Linked DNA regions of Ovis aries: region 1 is linked to region 2. Evidence: chromatin contacts called from public Hi-C data. All regions are on one chromosome and are shown on one strand. The core of a region is the stretch at or near the end of the contact, and the rest is flanking DNA. Distances in the headings are between cores, read along the strand shown.

Region 1 (7,369 bases), core at 4,373-6,872, 63 kb after region 2:
CTGGGTGGGGCCTGAAGAAGAGCTGCCCCCAAGGATGGAGTGCGGGGCAAATGAGGAGACAGGAGCAGCAAAGTTAAGTGACAAAGTCAAGTTCACAAAGCAAGTAAGTGGCAAGCTGGGATCCGTGTCCAGGTCTGTAGGGTTTTAGCCCACACTCCTAACTGCCTTGCTGTGCTGGGACGGGGCGTTTCTCCCCACAGTGCCTGGCTGAGTGGCAGCTCACAGAGGCCACGTGAGCACTAGACCTCTCCTGCACATGTCCAGCCTAAACCCAAAGACCTGACAACCGACGGCTCAGTGCGTGATGCCCCTAGTGTTTTCCTGGGGACTCCAGGACTCTTCAACCAGCTGGTCATGATGGTTAAATTATGACTATTTCTTGAGCACTTTCTCCATGCCAATCGATTCATGCCTATTATTTAATCCCCAGAACAGCCATGTGGGCATTGTTTCCCCATATTTAAATGAGGAACCGAAATTTCAGAAGGGTCAAATAACTTGATCAGAGCAAATAACTTGGCTGGAACTATAAACTCAGGGCTCCAAGCCAAACGCACTTTCTTTTGGAAAAAATCAACATCCTAAGGAGCATGGATTAGAAAGGTGGAAAGAACCAGCCCATGAATCATCCACTCTTGACCCATCCCACCTCTAAATTTCTGCTGAGGTAGTGTATTTTCCTATGTTGTTGAGTTGGGACAACAGGAGACAGTTTGAATGGATGACAGAACTATTCTATATTCTTATGGTGATCCTGGTTATACATAGCTGTACATGTATTAACGATTCATAGAGGTAAAAGAAACTATATAAAGTAAATATGGCATATTGTTAAGATTTTACAAATTTGGGTAGTCTGTTCTTACCTTTATATTTGGAAGACTTTACAATAATAACAAAAAGGCCAAAAAAGAGGAAGAAAAAAAAGAAGAGGAGAAGGGGGAGGAGACACTGGAAAAAGCCTGTTTAGATGCAATGGCTGGAGCTGCTGCAGTCATCTTGCGACTGTCAATGAAAAATTACTCAGTCAATCTGAGAAAGAGAAGAAAATTTTTATTTGAGCCAAACTGAGGATTGTAATCCAGGAATATGAGAAATTAATCTGTGAACTTAGTTTCCCCTTCTCCATTCTTTGGCCACTGAATAAAACTTGTATTGTTTCAATCTCAAACAAAAACAGGAACAGCATCTCAGAAAGTTCTGAGGGCTGTTCTACCATTAGAAGTCAAGACACAGTTACATAAGTTTTTTGAGACAGAGGACTGTACATTAGATGATGAATCACTGACATTTTACACAATCTAGATATGCAAGTACAAGGTGATGATGAGAGCCCCTTACAAGATCAAGAAGGAATGTTACCTTTCCATCAAGAAGAGTTGTCTTCTTGATGCTGGGAGAATGCTTCTCTTCAGGGCTGAGCTGGTATTTCTGCCAACAGCGAAGATTTGGCCGATGCCTAATGCAGATACACGATGCACAGTTAGAAGGGAGAGAGGAAGCCAAAGGACAGAAATAAATTTTTTATGTTTAGATTTTTCTTGTCTTGCCATAAAATATTTCACACAACCATGAAAGAAGCCACTGTAAGGGTAAATCTGAGATAATAGGGTGGCAGAGCAGACAGGTGTGGAGAGATGGTAAATTCCTGTTAATTAATGAATTCTTTTAATTCACATTTTTGTTGCAAATTTGGTGGGGGTTTTTTTCCTGGCCAGACAGCATGTGGGATCATAAAGGTGCCCCAACCAGGGATGAAATCCACAACTCCTACAGTGAAAGCAGAGTCTTAACCACTGGATGCCAGGGAGGTCTTGTTAGCTGTCGAATTAATCAGATTCTCAAACCTGCTCTCTCTCTGAACTTCATCTCTGAGACATGGGTAGACTGTTGAAGCCAATGTGAGCTGGGGATTTCTGTTGCTTGGGTTGAAGACACTGTCACTCACACCAAGTAAAGAGTCAGGTCTGAAGCAATGGGGCCCCACCATAGCCAGGGGCAGAACCGAAAAGGAGGTCAGAGGTTTGCTGATGGACTCATCTGGATTTGACTGAGCACAGGCATCAGAAGCCAGTGGGGCTGGCTTATTCAGAAACTTGCCAGTTGGTTTTAAGACTCTTAGGTTGTGGCAATTTAAGTTATCATTCTGTGAGTTTCCTCGTAATACCCTTTTCTTGTCTGATATCCTCACAGAGGCAATATCTGCCTGGACCCAGGGGACCCAGGAATTTGGGGCAGTTAGAGCTGCAGGTATTCAAAACTGTGTAAGATAACTTTTCAAACAACTGATTTTCTGACAAGTCATCAGTCTACGTGTTTCAGCACGTGTCTTCCTCGCACGGATACAGACACGGGAGTCTGGGGGCCCAGGAAGGCAGAGCTAGGGTGAAGACCCAGGGTGACAAGTTCTCTTATAAACTACCCCAAGAAGAGAGAATATTTCTCTCCAAGAAAGGCACTGCGACCTTGACAGGGACATAATTGCCTTGTGACTCAGTTTCCTTATCTTCAAAATGGAGGATAATTATTCCTCTCTCACAGGTTATTTGGGGCTTCCCTGGTGGCTCAGACAGTAAAGAATCCACGTGCAATGCAGGAGACTTGGGTTTGATCCCTGGGTTGGGAAGATCCCCTGGAGAAGGGAATGGCAACCCACTCCAGTGATCTTGGCTGAGAAATCCTATGGACAGAAGAGCCTGGCGGGCTACTATCCATGGGACACAACTGAGCGACTAACGATTTCTTCACTTTTCACTGGTTATTTAAAGGCTTGAAGACAATACATATAAAGTGTCATAGTAGATGCTCTGTCCACAGCCACTGTTTTCATTCTACAGCAAGCCAGAAGGATTCTTGTTGTGGTGGGTGGCGGCAGGAAGGGAGATCCTTTCAGAAACAGTGGAAAGAGAAGAAAGAAAAAAAATTCAGAAGGTCTCATGTCCTCCAGGCTCAATGGGCTTCATTAGACTTTCATCAAATCAGAGTCGGGGAGACTGGGCATCAGGGGGCTGATGAGGACCCAGCAGGAGAGAAGCTAGCCTCCCTGTCTGCAGCCCCGCCCCTCCTCTCATCACCATGGAGATGGTGCCCACTGCCTGGTGGGGTTCCTGCCTACACTGGACCTGAGCCTGCTGCAAAGGGAGGGGCAGGGGCCTAGCAGACAGAATTCTGACTGGAAAGTTGGAGGGAGGGTGGGGACTGTGTGTGCTGATGCCAGCCTCCCCTACCCGGCCCCAGCTCCCAAGATGCTGAAGGACTCAGGTTGGTGTGGGATGTATCTGTGTTTGAATCCCAGCTCTGCTAGCAGCCTAGCCGCGTGACTGTGGAAAGAACACTTCCCCTCTCGAAGCCTCAGGCTTCACATCTGTCAAAGGAAAGGGGAAAGGGTATAAGAACAAAAGCCTAGTGAAGAAAACTGTAGGTTAAGGAAGCAATGAAATACAGAGAACCGCACACACTGTTCATGAAAAAAGGGAACTTCACAAAACCGGCATTGATTACATATTTCTGTGTTGAAAGACATACCTGATCTACGCTTACCAAAAGTGGGGAGCGAGGAGAGAAATACTCTATAATACACTTCTGCTTGTCCTCTCTGGAACAGGATTGCACATAATTTTTATTTATATTTTTTTGGTTCTTTCTCAAATTTTGGCCCATGAACATGGATTACTTTGAAAGCCAGAGTGACAGTAATAGCTACCATTTGTGAGCATGTTATGCATGGGGTATTGTGTTAAGTGCTTTACATGATTTAAAGCCCTTTATGTCTTCACAATAACCCGAGGTGGGGGGTGTACTCTGGTTATCTTCACTTTACAAAGAGGAATTGAGGTTCAGAGAGGTTAAGGGGCTTGACCAAGGTCAAACCACCACAGAGTGGCAAAGCTGAGCTTTAAAACCAGTTAAAATACCAGACTCAAAATTCAAGCATTTAATTATTACCACTATTGCCTCTCAGAACAAGAAAATGCTTCAGGCTCTGTTTCCTTAAAGGTTTTACTGTGGAAAACACCAAGGAAATCAGAAGTAGAAAGAAAAATACAAGTCTCAGTCATAAAATGAGTAAGTTCTGGGGATCTAATGCACAGCATGATAATTGCAGTTAAGAATACTATACACTTGGAATTTGTTAAGAGAGTAAATCTTCATTCTCACTACACATACCAAATGATAACCACGTGAAGAGAGAGATGAGTTAATTAGTTTGGTTGTGGCAATCACTTCACAATGTATACATATATTGAATTATCACACTATACACTTTAAATGTACATTTGACCCTTAAACAATGCAAGGCTAGGGGTGCTGACTCCCACATCCCAAGCAGTTGAAAATTCGAGTATAACTTAAGAGTCTGACCTCCATATACGCAGTTCCATCATATCTGAGGTTCCACATCTATGGATTCAACCAACCACAGGTGGTGTAGGACGGCAGTACATATTTATTGAAGGAAATCCGTATACAAATGCCCCTGCACAGTTCAAACTTGTGCTGTTCAAGGAGCAACTGTGTACAATTTTGCCAATTATACCTCAGTAAAGCATAAAAAAAAGACAATATAATCAACTCTGATATCTCTACCACCCAGCTTCCCAGAAGTTCTTGGATGGAGGGATTTGGGTGGAGGGTTCAGGGAGGGGGGAAAGGAAAGGGAATGACACTCACAGCCAGAAGTCTCGACTTACACATACTACACACACACACCATACACACACACCACATATACATACACACACCACACCACACACACACCACACACCACACACACCACACCACATGCATACACACACCACACCACACACATACCACACACACCACACCACACACACACCACACACACCACACCACACACACCACACAACATGCATACACACATCACACACACAATACACCACATCACATACATACACACACAACAAACACAACCACACACACCACACACACCACACCACATGCATACACACATCACACACACAATACACCACATCACATACATACACAACAAACACAACCACACACACCACACACACCATACCATACACACATCACACATGCATACATACACCACACATACATACATACCACAATACATACACTTACACCATACCACACACCCCTAAACATACATACACACACACCACACACACACACACCACACATGCATACACACTTCACACATACATACAACATACCACACCACATACACAAACACACCCCAAACACAACCACACACACACCACATATACATACATACACCACATATATACACACACACACCACACCACACACACACTACACATGCATACACACATCACACATACATAAAACATACCATACCACACACACACCCCAAACACAACCACACACACCACACATACATACACACCATACATCACACATACATACACACATGCCACACACACACACACACACACACACACACACACACACACGGCTCCCAGGCTTCAGTGCTGGCTGTTCTGGGGCTGTGGCCCCAGCCATACAGTGGGGAACCGCAGGCAGGCGGCCGCCCGCCCCTCTTCCGGCCCTGCTCGTGTTCCTTCCTCCTTTCTTGTTCTCCTGACTTGCATTTCCACAGCTGCCTCCTTTATAGGTCCCTGGTTCCCCTCCAGGACCTCGAGGTTTTGGCAGCTCTGCAGGACGAAGACATGGCCCGCGGCCCTGGCAGCGCGCGGAGGTGGGCAGCCCTGGTGGTGCTGGTCGCCCTGGGCACGGCTGTGACAACGACGACCAACCCAGGCATCGTGGCCAGGGTCACCCAGAAAGGCCTGGACTACGGTAACTGGCTGCCTTCCTTTCCTTCTCTCCCATCACTGACTGAGCACCTGCTGTGTGCAGCCCTTTAATCCAGAGTATGGCCTGCTCACTGCTCCTTCAAGGAGGCCCTCTCACCCTGTCTTACAGAGCAAGAAGCTGGGCCAGGGTGAGTCACCCAGGGTCACAGAGCTGGGAAGCCGCAGCGGAGGGGATGGAACCCTAGTCTGGAGGACTCTGAGTCCAGTGCTCAGGCCCCTCATGGTCCCCCTCCCTCTACCCAATACCCGATTCGGGCTTGGGCCCTTCACTTCCTTCCTAGCTGGTTCTCAGCCCTGATACTCGTCTGGCAGCCCCTGGCTCAGTCCTCAGCGTGGGCCGAGCTTCGGCTCCATGAAGAGCGGGGGTGCTTGGCAGCCACACTCTGCACAGTAGCCAGCCGGGTGCCACAGAGAGGATCCCCCCAGGCCACTCCCTCAGGCCCAGACGCAGCAGAGAATGTTATGAAGCAGCCTCCTGACCTGCTCAGATCAGTGCCAGGCACTATGCCAAAAGCACAAAATGTTACTAGTGGCCTTTACAGATGAGCAGACAGACTGGAAGGAGGGAGGGGGAAGGAGGTGGCCTGGATCTGAGCTCTGGTCTGTGAAGTATCGGCGTGGGGCTGCTCAATGCTGCCTCTCGGTGGCAGAGATATGACCTGCAGAACAGTGGGGGACAGCTGGTGCCAGCGACATCAGACCCAGGAGAAGGCAGGCTCTCAGGGGCGGTGGACCCCCAGGGGAATCAGGACAGGACCGAAGTGAAGTGAAGTGAAAGTTGCTCAGTCGTGTCCAACTCTTTACAACCCCATGGACTATACAATCCATGGAATTCTCTAGGCCAGAATACTGGAGTGGGAAGCCTTTCCCTTCTCCAGAGGATCTTCCAACCCAAGGATCGAACCCAGGACTCCTGCATTACAGGTGGATTCTTTACCAGCTGAGCCACAAGGGAAGCCCAAGAATACTGGAGTGGGTAGCCTTTCCCTTCTCCAGAGGATCTTCCCAACCCAAGGATCGAACCCAGGACTCCTGCATTACAGGTGGATTCTTTACCAGCTGAGCCACAAGGGAAGCCCAAGAATACTGGAGTGGGTAGCCTATCCCTTCTCCAGAGGATCCTCCTGACCAGGAATCGAATCAGGGTCTCCTGAATTGCAGGTGGATTCTTTACCAATTGAGCTATCAGGAAAGCCCAGGACAGGACACCTGGCATTCCATCCCTGAATTCCTACCCCAGCCCAGGCAGGACACCTGTGAATCCCAGGGTTGCAGACGGAAGGCTCCCAGTGAGCTAGGAGAAAAGATTATGCCCCTGCCCTGTACTCAGACCTGGAGCGCCTCTGGTCGCTTCCCAGGAGCAGAGACTTGGGCTCAGCCTTTAAGCCTAAAAGTCTTCACATTCTGTCAGAGCAGCCTCGGTCCCGCCTTCTACTCACACCCCATACAGCCATCATGAGTGTCCTGAAGTGCAGTGGAGCGGTTCAGGACCCTCATTACTGACACTATTCAGCGGCTCCCGAGTGCCTTCAGAAGGCGTCCTGGGC
Region 2 (7,132 bases), core at 3,617-6,116:
AGGCCAGGGCTCTGACTTCATGTCCTCACCTGCTTCTGGCTGTGCCCATACTGGGAGGGAAGTTCATTTCCACCCCTGCCTCCACTGCCAGCCTGGACACCCATAGAGGTCAAGGCCCAATATAGGAGGATCGGGGTCCCCAGCATGGCCCAGCATGAAGCCTGTCTCAGGGGAGGTGCCCAGCAATGGTGGTTTACAACAGGAATGGAGAGGCAAGCCCAGCATATGAGAACCCCATGCGCAGTTCTAAAAGAAATCCCCAGGTGCAATCCTAAAGGAAATCAGTCCTGAATATTCACTAGAAGCACTGATGCTGAAGCTGAAGCTCCAGTGCTCTGGCCACCTGATGCGAAGAGCCGACTCATTAGAAAAGACCTTGATACTGGGAAAGCTTGAAGGCAGGAGGAGAAGGGGAGGACAGAGGATGGGATGGTTGGATGGCATCACCAACTCAACGGACATGAATTTGAGCAAACTCCGGGAGATGATGGACAGGGAAGCCTGGCGTGCTGCAGTCCGTGGGGTCGAAAAGAGTCGGACACGACTGAGCGACTGAAAGACACACTACACCTCACTTCCCTTTTTGTGATCATACTTGGTCTCACAGCCCACTTGGTCATCTCCCTTTTTCAGGGGGCATTTCAGAGAGGCAAAGTTACCACTCCCAGGTCACACAGCAGATTGGTGGTGGGCGGGGGTGGATTCCATCTCCCCTTCAGACCTGAAAAACCACTCCTCTTTGGACAAAAGGTAGAAAAATCTCAGTGGCCAGCAGGTGGCAGTGTTGGCTCCCACAAGGTGGAGTTGGAGGAGGAGGTTCCAAAGGGTCCCATGAGTTCCCCCACCCACCCACCTCTGCCTGGGCGCTGCAACTCAGAGGAAAGAGGGTATCTTTTCCCCAGGCAGTCCGACCTGAAGTCTTATGGGAGGTGGAGGGAAGGGGGGGTGGTGGAAATAAGCCTGGTCATCATCACTCTTCATCAGGGATGAGTGAGCCTCATCACTCACTCATTCTTTTGCTCTCTCACTTATTCATTCCTTCACCCATTCACCCTTTCCTTCATTTGTTCAACAAATATCTATAATTCAGATCAGTTCGGTTCAGTTGCTCAGTCTGTCTGACTCTTTGCGACCCTATGGACTGCAGCATGCCAAGCTTCCCTGTACATCACCAACTCAATTATCACTTCCTCGGGGAAGCCTTCCCTGATTTCTCAATGGAAACTAACCGCCCCTCGGCCTTCATTTTACGATGGAGGCTCTCAAAATGTGTTTGCAGCCCACCCATATCTATCACCGGGAAACTTGTTAGAAATACACATCGTCAGGTCTTATGCAGACCAGTCGACTGAACCAGAAACGCTGGAGGTGGGGCCCAACCATCTGTTTTAACAGCCCTCCAGATGGTTCTGATGCCTGTTGAGTTTGAGCACCGCACTGATCTATGATATCCCTGTTTTCTTCACCACACTAACACTCCTGAGAGCTGCTGGTCCATGGCTGGTTCCTTGCACACCATCCATCTCCCCCGCCAGCCTGGGAACGCCCCAGTGGCAGGGACTATCCTGCTTTTTCGGTCTGTCCTGCTTTCTTCCCAGCATCTGGCTCAGGACTGAGAGGATGTGACGTCTCTTCATACGGTACCTGGTGCTGGGCTCTGGGCTGAGAGGCCGAAGAGGCATGGGGTGGTCAGGCTGGCCCAGCCCCTTACCTGGGGATGGCGCACAGGTAAGAAAACAGCTTGGTGACCTCCGAGGCCGTGCACCATGGCGCCTCCCAGGGGCCCTTGGTGGTCGACACCAGAAGCAGGGGCCGCCCCGCCCTGTCCCGACCGCCTGGAAGAGAAAGCACACACATGAGCAGTGAGCACTTTGGTGGAGCCCCTTCTATAGGAAACTGCTCTGTGGCCTCTAGGCTTTGCCTGTACTGGTCCCTCTGTCTGGAATCCCCTTTCTCTTCTCCATCTGAACTCCCATTCATCCCTCAAGACCCAGTTCAAAAGCTACTTCTTCAGAAAAGTCATCCCCAAAGCCATCCTCCATGTGTAGGCAGCCTCACCCTCCTCTGGGCACCCCTTGCCCTGGGCACCTTGGGCAGAATAGAGCTCACAGAATGAGCTTTGGGGTCACACAGACAGGAATTGAAGTTCCAGTTCTGCACTGACTTGTTCTGTGTCCTTAGACAAGTCAGTGTGTCTCTGAGCCTCAGTTTCCTCATCTGTTAAATGGGGAGAATACAAGACTGAGCAGATTAGGTTATTTCAAAGACTAAATGAAACAGTTCTTGAGAAACATTTAACACAGGGCAAGGGCCTCATAAACAGCAGTTGTTGTAATAGCCATTATCTCTGTCCTCATCTCAGCCCCCATGTGGTGAGTGTGCATTCCACAGCTGACTCTTTTTTTTTTGGCCATACCACGCAGCATGCGGGATCTTCCCTGACCAGGGATTGAACCAGTGCCCCCTGCACGCAGAGTCTGGACTGTAAGGGAAGTCCCACTATTTATTCTTGCAGACATCTAACCATGAGTTCTCCACAGACTATTTCCTGTTCCAGGAATCCAGACAGTGTGCCCCATGCTCCCCACAAGGGTCAAGAGTCTGAGGCCCAGGGGGTCAGCACAGTCTGTCTACACTGTGGGGAAGGGAGAGTATAGCAGGGGGAAAGAGGCCCTGGCCACTGGAAACTGGGCCTATCCTGCGCTCTGGACTCACAGCCCTGACCCCCAGAGTCACCTCACTCAAGACCGCCCTTCAGCGAGCACTGTCGACTCCGTGCAGGTACAACCCTCCACAGTGTGGAAGTGTGGGAGACCCTTTGTAGCTCATGAAGCCTTCCACAAACTTAACCACCTTTGCGAGTGTTGCCTTACACACGGGTGCAACCATCTAGAACACAGAAGGATTGTGAGACTTTGTGAACAATTAACAAGGGGACAGGGCTTCCCAGATGGTGCTAGTGGTAAGAACCCACCTGCCAATGCAGGAAACATAAGAGACACAGGTTCAATCCCCAGGTAGGGAAGACCCTTGGAGGAGGGCATGGAAACCCACTCCAGTATTCTTGCCTGGAGAATTCCATGGACAGAGGGGCCTGGCAGGCTGCAGTCCATGGGGTTGCAAAGAGTCAGACAGGACTGAAGCAACTTAGCATGAATATAGGAACAAACAGCTTGAGCTTCAACAAAGATGACCAAGAAGACAGACAATGTCCTCTGGGAGTTTTAAAATGACAGAGCAGGGGTTGCCCTGGTGATCCAGTGGTTAAGAATCCGCCTTCCAATGCAGGGGACAGGGGCTCGATCCCTGGTTGGGGAACTAAGATCACACACGCCACGGGCAGCTAAGCCCCAGCACCGCAGCTACTGAGCCCACGTGCTGCAACTAGAGAGAAGCCCACAACAAAGAACCCACATGCCAGAGCTAAGACTCAAGGTAGCCAAATAAATAAACAAATATTTTCAAAAAGGAAAACAAAATGACAGATCGGTGTCCCCCCGGACATGTCTGCAGAAATTTAGATGCCTCTGAAATAAAACAGATTTGCAAGACAGTCAGTTCCCAGAAAGCACTGTGGTTTCTCTTGCTTGGAGAACTCTGCACACGCTGTTCTCTCTGACTGGAACACCATCCCCACCATGTTACACAGAGGACACCTACTCATACTACAGAACTGAGTTTCACATCACTTCCTTCAGGAAGTCTTACCTGACCTCTCCTCTACCCCAAGCACCCCAGGGGCCTCACCGCTCCTCCCAAAGCCCCCTGTAATGCCACATAGTCACATTTTACAGTGAATTATAATAATCTACTGTAATAACCTGTTGAATTTACTCCCAGAATATGCTTCCTGAGAGCAGGCTTGGTTCTCTGCTGAAGCCTCAGTGCTAAGCCCAGGGTCTGACACACAGTAGGTGCTCAATAAATCTTTATTGCAAAGATGAAAAAATGTTAAACAAGAGTGATAACACTCTCAGTACTGGATGACGTTGACACCCCAATCAGACCCCCATTATCAGGTCAGAGCACTCATCCCCCAGAGACTGTAGTTACAGGCTGTACATTGGCCCAGAGATGTCCCCTTGTCTGAAGAATTGCCCTCCGCTGAACTGGGTCACGGGTTCACTTGCATCCTCATCCCAGAATCAGCCTGCAGCTGATGACTCACAGATCCAGGTGTACAACAGGTCAGCCCCTGAACCTTAAGATAGAACAATCTCTGTGATGTAATTCATGCTCCAGAGCTGCCCCACCCCCAGAGAATCAGGTCACATCCTGGCTTAGCTTCTCCCCTGCCTTGCCTGCCTCTCTCACTCCCCTTCTCCTGAAAGCAACCTTCAGGAAAATAAATCACTACCCCAAGGGATCCCTGTCTTAAGCTTTGCTTCTAGGGAACCTGACCTAAGACATTCACCTTGATGGCCTCACTGGAAGTAAGACAGATGGATGGATGGATGGATGGATGGAGGGAGGGAGGAATGGATAGATGGATGAATGAATACCTAGAAATTGCTTTAACCTCCTTCATTGGAAAGATGAAAAATCTGAGTCCCAGGGAGGCCTGGTCCAGAACACAGGCATCTAGGACCTTCCCTGCCTCCCCCACACCCACCAGCATCAGAAGATTCTCAGCCACCCCTATCCCCACCCCCACCGCTCCCTCCCCTTCACCTCCACTCGCCCCTACAGCCCCTGAGGACCTGGCAGGCATGCTATCCTGGAATGGAAGATCTCCACGCTCAGGGCCCCAATCCTGGGCTCAAGCCCTGGGGGGTCCTCTTCCAGAGCGGGGCTTTTTTCTGGAGGGCCTGCAGAAGCTTCTGGGAAGTCAGCCTTTTCCTCCGTCACTGGGTCTGAGTCAGCGTCTAGGCCAGATGTTTTGGTCTGAGTTGTTCCAGCTGCGGATAAACAACAAAGAATATTGCAGAAGATGGATTTTCCCAGGGAAAATGTTTTCTCACATTCTGCCTAACGATAAGCGCTTACAATATCGATCTCCTTCTATGTGGCAGGCATTGTGCTAAGCTCCTTACTACTGGTGTTGTCTTTGAACCTCAAAACAACTCGAGGAGGCAGATGAGATCCTCGTTGCACAGAGAGGGAGACCTGGCCTTACAGAGGTTAAGTCTTTGATCATGGTCACCCAGACGGCTTATGGCCAAGCTGGGGTGTAGACTCAGGCTGTCTCAACACAACCACAGAATCTTGCTCAATTACAGCCTCAAGAGACCTTAAGCTTCTTGACATGCCACCCCATGCTCTAAACCCCTGAGACAGACCCAGCCCAAATGAATCTCATCCCTGACATCCTACACCACCTTGTCACCTGATCACATCCAGAGAACAGTTGCCCTCTCCAGTTGAGCATGCGGGCATCTTACCTTTCCCTAAGCACTTGGCTCGGTTGGGTTTGGGTGAGTAGAGTGAACACAAGACTTTCCAGGGCCCGTCATGCTGGAGCGAGGCTTTCTCTGGGGCCGCAGGGGCTTGCCTCTGCCCCTTTAAGAATGAGAATTTGAGCCCAGGAGTGGGCGACCTGGAAGAGGAAGTGTTTCTACCGGGGTTAGTCACAGGCTTGGCAAGTCTCCCATTGCCCTGTTTGGTCCTCTCTTCCATCTTGGTTTTGGAGGCTGGAGCAGCAAGAGGAGAAGCTGGGCAGAGCCGGGGAGAGGATGCTTGTTTTGGTCCTGGCTTGAGCTGGACCATGCTCTCTGAGTTTCCCAGAATGCCCTGTGTCTTGGAGGTAGGTGGCTCTTCTGAGGCACCTGTCCCGAGGCCAGACGCACAATGCAGTGGGTTTACAAAGATGCTGAGGTATGGCTCTAGGGGCTGGTGTTCTGAGTCTTGGGTAGGGACTTTATCATTAGCCTTTCTCCTCAAGCCCCAAACACAGGGTTTCTCCCTCAAGCTTTCAGGCTTCTCACAAGCCCATTTTTCCAAGGAAGGCTCTCCATTGGCCCCTGACAGAGGAAGCGTCCTTTGAGAGAAAGGGATTTCCTTGGTTCCAGATAGCTCTTCTGGTGCCCCCAAAGGACACCCATTGGGTGCCGCCACCTCCTTACTGGGAGACCCTTCTCTGCTCTCTTGGGAAAAGTCCAGAAGAGCCACATACTCTCCCTCCAGGTCCTGGCTGGCCACACTGTCCACCCTGAAGCCCACCTCCCCAGGTCCAGCTTGCTCCACCTTGATAAGTCCTGGGTACTTGTTCCTGTGTGTCCTGCCCTTGCCCAAACTCCGGACAAGCAGCACCTGCCTGTCTGGGCACCTGGCCTGGTGCAGCTCTTGAGAGCTGCTCAAATCCAGTGCCTCTAACTGAAGGGACGCCCAGGCTGGGGAGAGGAGATTCACTGCTGGGGGTCTGTCATCCACAAACTCTGGGCTGGTTATCTTGGTCCAGGGCACAGGGGCCATGCCATCTTCTGAAGCTACCAGGCAGTTGTGTAGGGGACTGCCCTCAGAGTCACTGTTGATGGCCTCTAGCCAGGCTTGGGTGAAAAGTATAGGATAGGATGACTCAGGGACAGACTTCATTTCCACTGTGCGGAGGTCCACAGAGAGGCACTTGATCGTGAGGCAGACGGACTGTTCCTCCCGGGGCTCGACTTGGAGGTAGAAGTCACCTTGGCGCAGTAAGAGGGGATTGAGGGGTGCCAGGTGAACCACAACCTCATCCCGCATGCACAGCGGCCAGCCCTCGTGCAGGAAGAGGCGGTGTGAGTAGGGGGCCTGCAAAGAGGAGGGGACAGCATCAGGGAATCGGGCTCTGAAAGCCCCACCCAGGAGTTTCTTCCTTCCCTCTCCCAGAAGGAACAGTGAACAGGTCGAGGGCTCAGGTGAGACAAGAAAGGTGCCTAGGACACAGCATCCAAGGAGGCCCCACTCTCAGCATCCTGCAAGTCACGCAGCCCCAAGAGGGAGCGCCTCCTTAAATGCTGGGCCCTCCATGCCGCTTGCTCCCCCTAGTCCTGGCCCTGACCTTGAAAATATCAATACTTGCTCATCTACTGGGCCAAGGGAGAAAAGCTCTGAGTGCCAGGCACCAGTAGCAAAAGCCTTTTCCATGAGGATTGTCCTGCCAGCTGCCTTCTCTCCAACCATCAAAACGCCTCTGAACCCAGTTCAAGATGAACGC

Evidence for each region. A called contact is a pair of places that touch in the nucleus more often than the background predicts.
Region 1: a contact with region 2 is called in a Hi-C map of liver, with 3 times the contacts expected there. The contact joins the promoter of BPI here to the enhancer-like site in region 2. A contact is called at or near these places in 8 of 16 Hi-C or Micro-C datasets (hypothalamus, liver, mesenteric adipose tissue and 4 more).

What each region holds. Positions count from the first base shown.
Region 1 is chr13:67,154,881-67,162,249 of ARS-UI_Ramb_v3.0, forward strand. BPI (bactericidal permeability increasing protein) reads left to right here and starts at 5,623. Exons shown (of 15, transcript NM_001306124.1): 1 at 5,623-5,805. The coding sequence starts at 5,676.
Region 2 is chr13:67,093,070-67,100,201 of ARS-UI_Ramb_v3.0, forward strand. KIAA1755 (KIAA1755 ortholog) reads right to left here. Exons shown (of 16, transcript XR_009596116.1): 4 at 5,382-6,726; 5 at 4,701-4,898; 6 at 1,712-1,835. Among named protein-coding and RNA genes, the nearest start is that of KIAA1755, 20 kb to the right of the region's middle. Within about 2 kb of position 4,867, at least 5 of the 54 cell types and tissues checked have an H3K27ac peak or open chromatin away from gene starts, as enhancers often do.